Regions from separate parts of the Mus musculus genome. Here regions 1 and 3 are each linked to region 2. A link is a contact called in public Hi-C and HiChIP or PLAC-seq data. All regions are on one chromosome and are shown on one strand. The core of a region is the stretch at or near the end of the contact, and the rest is flanking DNA. Distances in the headings are between cores, read along the strand shown.

Evidence for each region. A called contact is a pair of places that touch in the nucleus more often than the background predicts. HiChIP or PLAC-seq counts read pairs in DNA pulled down with a chosen protein or histone mark.
Region 1: a Hi-C map of tail fibroblasts shows a contact between it and region 2, with 2.8 times the contacts expected there. The contact joins the enhancer-like site here to the promoter of Arhgap20 in region 2. A contact is called at or near these places in 3 of 39 promoter capture datasets (the 3T3-L1 cell line and 3T3-L1-derived adipocytes), 6 of 484 Hi-C or Micro-C datasets (adipose-derived mesenchymal stem cells, cerebellar granule neurons, tail fibroblasts and 1 more) and 1 of 115 datasets of contacts at active chromatin or transcription factors (the SCID.adh cell line).
Region 3: an H3K4me3 HiChIP or PLAC-seq map of the SCID.adh cell line shows a contact between it and region 2, with 11 read pairs. The contact joins the enhancer-like site here to the promoter of Arhgap20 in region 2. A contact is called at or near these places in 2 of 39 promoter capture datasets (the 3T3-L1 cell line and hippocampal neurons), 4 of 115 datasets of contacts at active chromatin or transcription factors (the SCID.adh cell line, embryonic forebrain, embryonic stem cells and 1 more) and 3 of 9 other capture datasets (adipose tissue, liver and pancreatic islet).

Annotation. Positions count from the first base shown.
Region 1 is chr9:51,581,862-51,584,631 of GRCm38.p6, reverse strand. No RefSeq gene overlaps it. Among named protein-coding and RNA genes, the nearest start is that of Arhgap20, 180 kb to the left of the region's middle. Within about 2 kb of position 1,406, at least 2 of the 459 cell types and tissues checked have an H3K27ac peak or open chromatin away from gene starts, as enhancers often do. A contact at or near this core is called in tail fibroblasts, where this site is marked.
Region 2 is chr9:51,764,000-51,767,058 of GRCm38.p6, reverse strand. It overlaps Arhgap20 (Rho GTPase activating protein 20), which reads right to left and starts at 1,708. Exons shown (of 15, transcript NM_175535.4): 1 at 1,448-1,708. The coding sequence starts at 1,552. Gm40520 (a long non-coding RNA gene) reads left to right here and starts at 1,631. Exons shown (of 3, transcript XR_870739.3): 1 at 1,631-2,458.
Region 3 is chr9:51,556,682-51,559,381 of GRCm38.p6, reverse strand. No RefSeq gene overlaps it. Among named protein-coding and RNA genes, the nearest start is that of Arhgap20, 210 kb to the left of the region's middle. Within about 2 kb of position 1,346, at least 3 of the 459 cell types and tissues checked have an H3K27ac peak or open chromatin away from gene starts, as enhancers often do. A contact at or near this core is called in the SCID.adh cell line, where this site is marked.

The DNA.
Region 1 (2,770 bases), core at 157-2,656, 180 kb after region 2:
ATCACAACCCACTACGAAGGGCAAGGCTTATCCAGGAATGGATAGTTCGACTTGAACAAGGCACCTTCCTGCCCATGCTGTTGCTATCCTCAAAGTCTAAGCATGTCAACTTTGTCTGTAATACTTGACCCTTTTGTGACTACTTTGCTATGAAATTACCTAATCCCGGTCAAGCTCTTCATCCTCTGCTTGCCATGACATATAATTTAGTCCCATTTATAATGCCAGCATTGTTGATCTCTCCCTGTTACTTTCTTCCATTCTCTGCAGCCATCTGAATAAAGCCACTTAAGACCCATAGAAGGATTAGAAAGAAATGTCAGACTTGATTCTGGAAGTACAGCCATGGTTTGGTGGCCAAGGCATCACTCTGGTGACCTTGAGTCTGACCCTTGAGTCAGTTCCTTTCCTTGTTCTGCTGTAATTCCGTGCTCTGCAAGCCATTCAATTTGTCCCCTCCTCTATCATGAGTCCCTGAGTTTAGTCCTTATATGGGAGGTCAAAAACTAATTTACCATGATGCTGGGAGTGTTTAACCCGACATCATTACACTTTACATTTCTGATTTCTGGGTTGACACTCACCTTTCATCCCAAGCAACAATGACATTTATCTTGCCGAGTACCTATCAGAAGGTCTATCCAGCATCTGTCTACCCTGGATCCTCAACTAACAAACACATCTACTTTGCTGCAGATCTTTGCCTCACCAGATGCTCACCAGGCTAGGTCCTGGATGGGTACCTATGCTCACAATGAATAATGGAGGAATTGTGTTTATTTCTGGAATCCTTTTACACAGTCCCCAGAAGAGCTGCTTCCTAAATAGAACTGCATCCCCCCTCCGCCCCACCCCCAGAGGACATTAAAATGAGATGTCTGTTTCCTAGTGAGAGACTCACTGCCTCATGATGGTGAAGGAGGCTACTATCATTCTCCCCATCCCAAGTGGGCTATGAAAACATTTGCCTGATAACTTTTCTTTGTAACACATGAAATAAAACATAGCTGTTTCCACAAACATTTTAGGTTTTAGATTTCTGTGGGATTACAAAGAACAGATAGGTTACAGCTTATAAAGAAGAATAGGCTTAGAGATAGAGGTGGTGTGTGTGTGTGTGTGTGTGTGTGTGTGTGTGTGTGTGTGTGTGTGTATGTGCGCGCGCGCGCATGCATCCATATTCTCTCCTCATAAAATTTACCCTTAAATCATAAAAATAAAGGCTAGCTCCATTCTGTCCAATGATCCTGAAGAGACTTGGAGTATTGAGTAAAGAAGCCAAATAGCACTCTTCCAGAAGGCAGCAGAGAGGATGCTGCTGTCTAGCTAGTAGCCAACTATGTAGTCCACACAGTGAGTGGTTTTACTAATCTCTAACAACGGGATCACTCCCTGGCATTGCTTTTACAGACCTCACATTCTTTAAAGATGGTCAGTTCCTAAACATACCAATGTAATGCTGAATTTATGACACGTTAGAGGGCAGAAATTATTTCAACTTTCAGGCTAGAAATATGTCCGGTATGATCCATTCTCAGCCAGATCAATTTCTCACTCCCAACCTCTAAACCCACTACCTAAGGTTTCACCTTAATGCTGCAGGGCTATATTATATGCTTTGCTAAGTGCCATGCCTTCTGTGTTTGGAGATACAAACTTTTCTTTATCATCTTTGAGAGGGTAAGGACCTTTATGCATAAAATATGAAATCTATGATGGCAGAGATGACTCAGAGCCTGCATCAGTGAAGCATAGAGGAGCCATGGAACTGAAATATCCCACACTTCATCGGCACTGTGCCCTAGGGACTGAACTCAGAAAACTCGTACCTTGAAAAAGCCACCATAAATATTTAGTGAGCTGATAATCGAGGCAGAGCTGATGTAGAGCAGAGGCAGTAAATTCTACTCTTAAGACGTAGGAGAAATATTTTTCTTGGTTGAAATAATTTATGAGTACTGTGGGGGTAGAAGAGACGAGGAGTGGAGCACTGAACTCGTGATTTGTTATGATTCTTATTTCCAGGACTTGAATTTATTCCAGGGTGTTTTCTGTTCACTGTAGCACTCTGTCTGTGTGTGTGTGTGTGTGTGTGTGTGTGTGTGTGTGTGTGTGTGTGTGTGTGTGTGTGTTTGTGCAAGGGCACAAATCATCTGTCATATTCTTAAACAATGGAAACAAAACACAATGCAATTTCATGGAAACCCCACTCTGGGTTATATTTCCAGGTTTGATTAATTCTGTTTCCATGTTGCCTGCTCTTTGAATAATCAGTGCATAGATCATCTACTGCAGCCTTTTAAAACCTTCACAATATGTGTTTCTGTCTCTGGTTCTATGACTTCAAAACTCTGAGAAGGCAAGTTGGTGACAAATGAAGAAACTGAGCCCAAACCAGTACAAATGGAATTAGCAGAGGCCACATGCCAGTATGATGCTAAGTCTCATGGGGTGCTGCCCATAGATGCCCACTGCAGAAGAATCACCTTAATCCACCAATTACTTTATAGCTAGGCTTGAGCTTCTAGAAAAAGCAGGGTTATCCATAACTTGGCATATTAAAAAATATTTTTATGCTGCCTGGTACATATTGGTAATGGTCAGAACCTATTTGGATAGCCCAACATTTATCCAGTGCACTTTAGAGTATTTGTTTCCTACAAAATACCCTTGAAAGAAAGGATCTGTATAGCATGAAGCTGGGCAATGTAACTCTTCTGAGAGAGTCATAATACAGGAAAACATTCCAAACACTCTGAGATGCGCTGTA
Region 2 (3,059 bases), core at 459-2,958:
GAAAATGATAAAGCTACTCTTTAAGGCTCCCTCCCCTCCCCTCCCCTCCCCTCCGCCCCTTGCTAGCATAATCAGTCGCGGGGCGGGGCCACAGTCTTTAGGAAAACAAATGCTTGATTCTCTCCAATTCCTTAGGTTTACAAAACCAAAACGCTTTAAATCTCTGCCAATTGCCTAATGTTCCTCTACCATCCTAAATTAAGAATGACATCCTGACAATTTCACGTTTTATTTGGAAAAACTGGAACACACACACACACACACACACACACACACACACACACACACACCACATACAGCGCGCGCGCGCGCGCGCACACACACACACACGCACGCGCGCGCGCGCACACACACTCACACACACTGTCTCTGAAGGGTGAAAAAACCCACAAGGGCAAACATCAGCCTCCATACATCAAAGGCTGAGCCGCCACTACTGCCCATCCATCAAGTTCACAGACACCCATAGAGGGCTCTGTGACAGGCCCAAGGTCCTTGGGAGCTCACATACATTTCTATACAGCTATCACCTCTCTTCTTTCACCTCCAGCCAAGCCACCATTCTAGTGGGAAGATTAATGAAAAGCCATAAAATCCGGACATGCAGGGAGCCAGTGTATCCCTGTGAGTCTCTAATTATAGTAATGCAACGTTTTCACATTATTTGTTAGGGAAGAACTAGAATGAGCTCTCATCCCAACTTGTTTCCACAGAAGCTGGAGAAGGCGACACCACTGTAAGGAACAAATATGGCCAAATATCTGAAGGTTTAGTGCTGGAGGAAGGGAAGGGGGCACCCATGGCTACAGCACCCAAATCAATTCCCAGGAGCTCAGAAGCTCGCGGCCCACGTGCACTTGCTCCGGGACCTATTGCAGACTCCTGACCTCTATCGAAATCCTCCCGCTGCACCGTGGACCAGTCAATCACCAGCAAAAGCTACAAGTAGTTACCCGGATCAGTCCTTCGGGTGTCAGGGAACAAGGGCGCCGCCCCCACAGGCAAATGCAAACGTCCCTTCTCAGGGGGTGGTTCTGAGCCAAGCCCCCCATGCCCCGCTGGGACCTCCGGAAACTGCCCGCCCACCGCCAGCCAGCCTAGATCTAGGCCGAGTCAAACCTCCGGATCCCACAGTGTAGCCCACGGCACCCATCTCCGACATCCCCTGGAGGCCTTGGGTGGGCGCATCATCCCTCCCCTCCGGGGCCGCCTACCTTCCTCAGGCTGTCGGGTTAAGACTACCTCGGGAGGCTCGCAGGGAGGCACTCCCCGGGTCAGAGATGGAGAGGCAACGGGCTTCTCCGAGACCGTTTCCACCAGAGAAGACAGCGGGGATCCCGGGAGGTGACCCTCCCACCCCACGCGGGGACCGTTAACCCCTCTCAGCACCAGGCACCCGTGGAAGGCGCGAGCCCATGGAGGGGCCCTCCCGCTCGGGCGTCCTCACCTTCTTGGTGCCAGGGCCTCCCGCGATGCGAGACATGCCTGTCAGCGAGGAGGAGCGCCCCGGCTGCGCCCCTAGAGCATCCTGCTGCGGAGACATCGCTTCCATGAAGAAGATCTGCAAGCTAAGCCCAAGCCGAGGACCGGGTGGCTGCGCGGCGCGGTCCGCTCAGGCCGGACGCCGAGCTGCGGGTGCGGGCGGCGCGCCTCCCGTCGGGGCCATGGACCGCCGCCCGCGCCGCGCTCGTCGCGCTCGCCGCACTCTGCTCAGGCTGCAGCAAGCGCTCCGGGCGGCCGCCCGTCCACGTAGCCCCGCCCCGGCCCGCCCCGCCTCTCCGCGTCCGCCCCGCCTCCTCCGCCCTCCCCGCGCCGCCCGTGCACACTGCCGGGAGCGAGCTCTCAGCGCTTGGCGCTACCGAAGCCACTAACCTTGCGAGGTGCCTCCGCGGGTACGAAGCTTTCGCTGCCGCGCGCCACGCGCCGTGCACCACGCACCACTGCCTCCGGTGCAGCTCCGCGCGCCTGTCCGCTCGCTCCCGCCAGCGTCCCTTCCCGCGCAGCTGCAGCGCGGGAGCCTCAGCGAGCGCGGCTCGCTCGAAGGTGGTGCAGGGGCCGCCAGCCTAGCCTCGCTTTCGCGGACTGCGGAAGGGACCCCACCCCCACCCCCAACCCGGTCCCCGCTCCGCTGAAGAAGGAGTTAGACAAATTTGGAAGCCCTGGTGGCATCGCCGGACTTCGGGGGCAATATCGAACGCTTGCTAGCTAAGCCTGTCAGGGTAACCCAGAGCTGTTGCTTTGCAGTCACAGGGAGCAAGCATGGACAAGCAACCTTGCATGTCTGCACCACCAGCTTCGCAGGCAGCAAGCTGCAGGGACCCTGCATTCTGAAGGAGAAAGCGCAATTAAGAGGAAAATGCAGGCAGAAAGGAGGTTGAAACTTGGCATAGTATCTATGAGAAGGCAACAATATGTGGAAGCGTTGATCTGATATCGCGAGCTCAGAACCTAACTTCCTGTAAGTCCAAATAGTGACCCCTCCCTCTTTTTTGGACTAAATAATAATCAAAGGGCAGTTGGAACAGACCAGGGTTAAGTAGTGTTCGCACTTTGCAGGGCTGGCTGCTGGTGTAAATGATACAGTAGGTGGCATTCTTCCCTTGGAATCAGAACTAGTGTGAAAAAAAAATCACTAAGGATATCACTCCGTGATTGCGAGATGGTTACGGATTCTGCTTATTTTTGTGACAAGGAAAAAAGAAAAGAAAAGAAAAGAAAGGGGGAGAAAAGGAAAGGAAAGAAAAGAAAAAAAGAAAAAGAGGTTTCTTGCAGTTTGGGCGGCTATTGGGGCAGGTTATAAGGAACAGAACTCAGGTGGGCAGTGTTCCAAGCTAGGGGATGCTGTCCAACACACACCCACAAAGACACACCTACACAATCATCCAAACCTAAGATTGTTTGTTGTGGAAATATAAGGCTAATTTTAGTCACATCACACTACATTGTTAAAAGGAAGCTTAATAAATCTCATATATATGTATATACATCTGTGAATCAGGGGTGCTACAGCTGTGGTCCTCGTGCAGAGAAGGGCTTTCACCCACTAATTTATAGGTTGT
Region 3 (2,700 bases), core at 97-2,596, 210 kb after region 2:
AGTAATGGTCACAGCCACCCCATCTTTCCCCAGCCACCACTGAGAACAGTCAGCAGTCATCTATACCAAAACAAGATCCCTCATTAGCAAGTCCCTTCTTCTGAAAGGCTGAATTGTATTCCGTGTTGTACCTATGTAATGTTTTCAAATTCCATTTATATGTTGATGGACATTTAGCTTGCTTCCTTATCTCAGCTACGGTGAAGGCTGCTAAAATGAACACAAATGCATGGGTAAATTTTTTGATATGCTGATTTCAATTATTTTGAAAATAAACCAAGAAGTAGAATCACTGAATCATGTTATAATTCTACTTTTACATTTCTTTGAAGGGGCTTTACACTGCTTCTCACACACATGTATGAATTCATGTTCCCACAAATGCAGCATATACAAGTTCCTCTTTCTCCATGTTTTTATCAATATTGCTTATCTTTCAGCTTTTTGATAGCAGTCAATCTAATGACTAAGTGATATTGAGCCTTTTTATATACCCAATGGGTGTATAAAAACATCCACACACAGCCAGCCAGCCACAGAATAAATCATAGATTTCTGCCTGGCATTCAATGATAACATGGGCCACTGACTTCATCATAGACCCAGCAGCAGCTAGACCAGGGACCTAGACATGGCCCTCTGTGACAGCACAGTCCTGGACATCACCATAGACTTAGGTGGCAGAGCAGGCCACTCAGATCAGAATGGCCCCTGGTGGCATCAAAGCCCAGGATCATTAACATGGCTTCAGGCTGCAGCAGGACCACCAACATCGTGTGGCCTTAGAGTCCTGAAGTGTTTGGAAGCACTTGAGAAGGACTGATACTAATTCTTTTAGAGTGTTTGGTAGAATTCATCAGTAAAATCATCATTTTCTAGGCTTATCTTTGTCTTTGATTAGAGATCCTTGTTTTAAAAAAAAAATCCTGTTGGAAAGGGCTTCATATAGCTCTGGATGACATCAAACACAGTAGTGCATGAGAGTGACTTGAGCTCCTGACCCTCCTGCTATACCCTATGGCATGCTGCGATTTCAGCTATGAGCAGCCATTCCTTGATGGAGATTTTTCATTGCTGATTTAACCTCTTTATTCATTACTGGTATATTTTGACTTCCTGTTTTCCTGTTTTCTCAGGAGTCAGGCTGTAACAAGAAATTTATCCATTTCTATCAGCTTACCCAAGTTTGTGTACAAATGTTCACACACATCTCTTGTGATCTCCTTTGTATCCCTGTGGTGTTTGTTGTAACTCATCTTCTTTAGTTTCTGATCTCTACGAGCTTCTTAGCACAGTTAAAGGTGCACTGAGGCATTTATCTCAGAGCTGGCTCCTCTAGCAAGGCTTCTGCAGCTCTTCTGGCTCTTGCATCATCTCTTTCTATCTGGCACCCAGTATATTCTGCCTCCTTCTAATTTTATGCTTTCTCTTTCTTTCTTATTTCTCTCTGAGATTTAATATTGAGATTTAATATACACATATTTAGGACTCTCCATTCCGATGCAGACATGTATTTCCATAAACGTCCCTCTTAGAACAGCTTGTGATACCCTCTGAGTCCATATGTTATGGTGTGTTCTTTTTAAACTTATTTACACTTTTTGTCTCATGATTTTTCTTAAGTTTTCATTTCCTCTCTGACATATCTTGTCCTGGGTTGTGTTTAATTTTTAACATATTTATGATTTTCTAAACTTATTCCTCCTACTGATACCTACTTTCATGAAACTATGCTTTTTGCAGACTCTTAAGTTTGTTATGACTTGTTTTGTGACCAGCCCTAGAGAATTTTCCTTGTGTGTTTTCAGAAGAATGTGTTTTCTGCTATTGCTGGATGTGTATAAAGTCCATTTGGTAAAGCATAAAGGATGAGGATGTGGGAGAGTGGAGTGATGTTAGCACAGCACAAGGAATTCTAGGCCAGGCTAATTGAGTTTGATTCTCTATGTGATTGAGCTCTATTTAAGGGACTAAAGAAAATGGACATTTCATGAGATTCTTTGCCTTGATTGGGAGACTAGCCAGGAGAAGGTAGGACAGAGAATACTAAGAAGGTGTTGCTGTAACCCAGATGAGAAAGAACAGTTATTAAGCAGGGCACACCTTCATAGATGTTTTAGAGGAAAGGGTGGACCCCTGAAACACTTAGTCTATAATGACAGGCACATTTCAGAAACGTGTAATTGGTGAAACTCCATGGGATTTAGGAAGGCACCAAAATGGCTCCTGGTTTCCTATGCATGGAAGTAAACATGTCTGAGAAACTGAGAGTATGCACTTAGGAGAATGAGGGGCAAGTTTTGTGAGGGGAACAGACAGATTATGTTCTGAATATCATTAACATAATAAGATTTCTTTGAATTTTATATACCTTGCTACTTTTAAGCTATGCTTAGGCTATGTAGCTCAGTCTGAATGCTGTGTCTATAGTAAGTTTTATACCACTCACTTGTAAGTCAGATCTGGCCTCTCAGACTCAGTTCTAGATCTCAATGTACTGGTGATAGGAAACTAATAGGTGTCTCAAATTTCTGAGGTGTTTTGCTCCCAGTAAGAGAATTTTTTTTGGATATTCTTTTGTGTTGTTGTACTCTGTATGTTCCACTGAAAAGCATTGCCTGTGCAGACCCAGGTATCCACTCCATAGTCAAGGAGGGTGTGCAGGTAGTTTTGAGTTGTGCTATTAAAAAAGGAACTTAC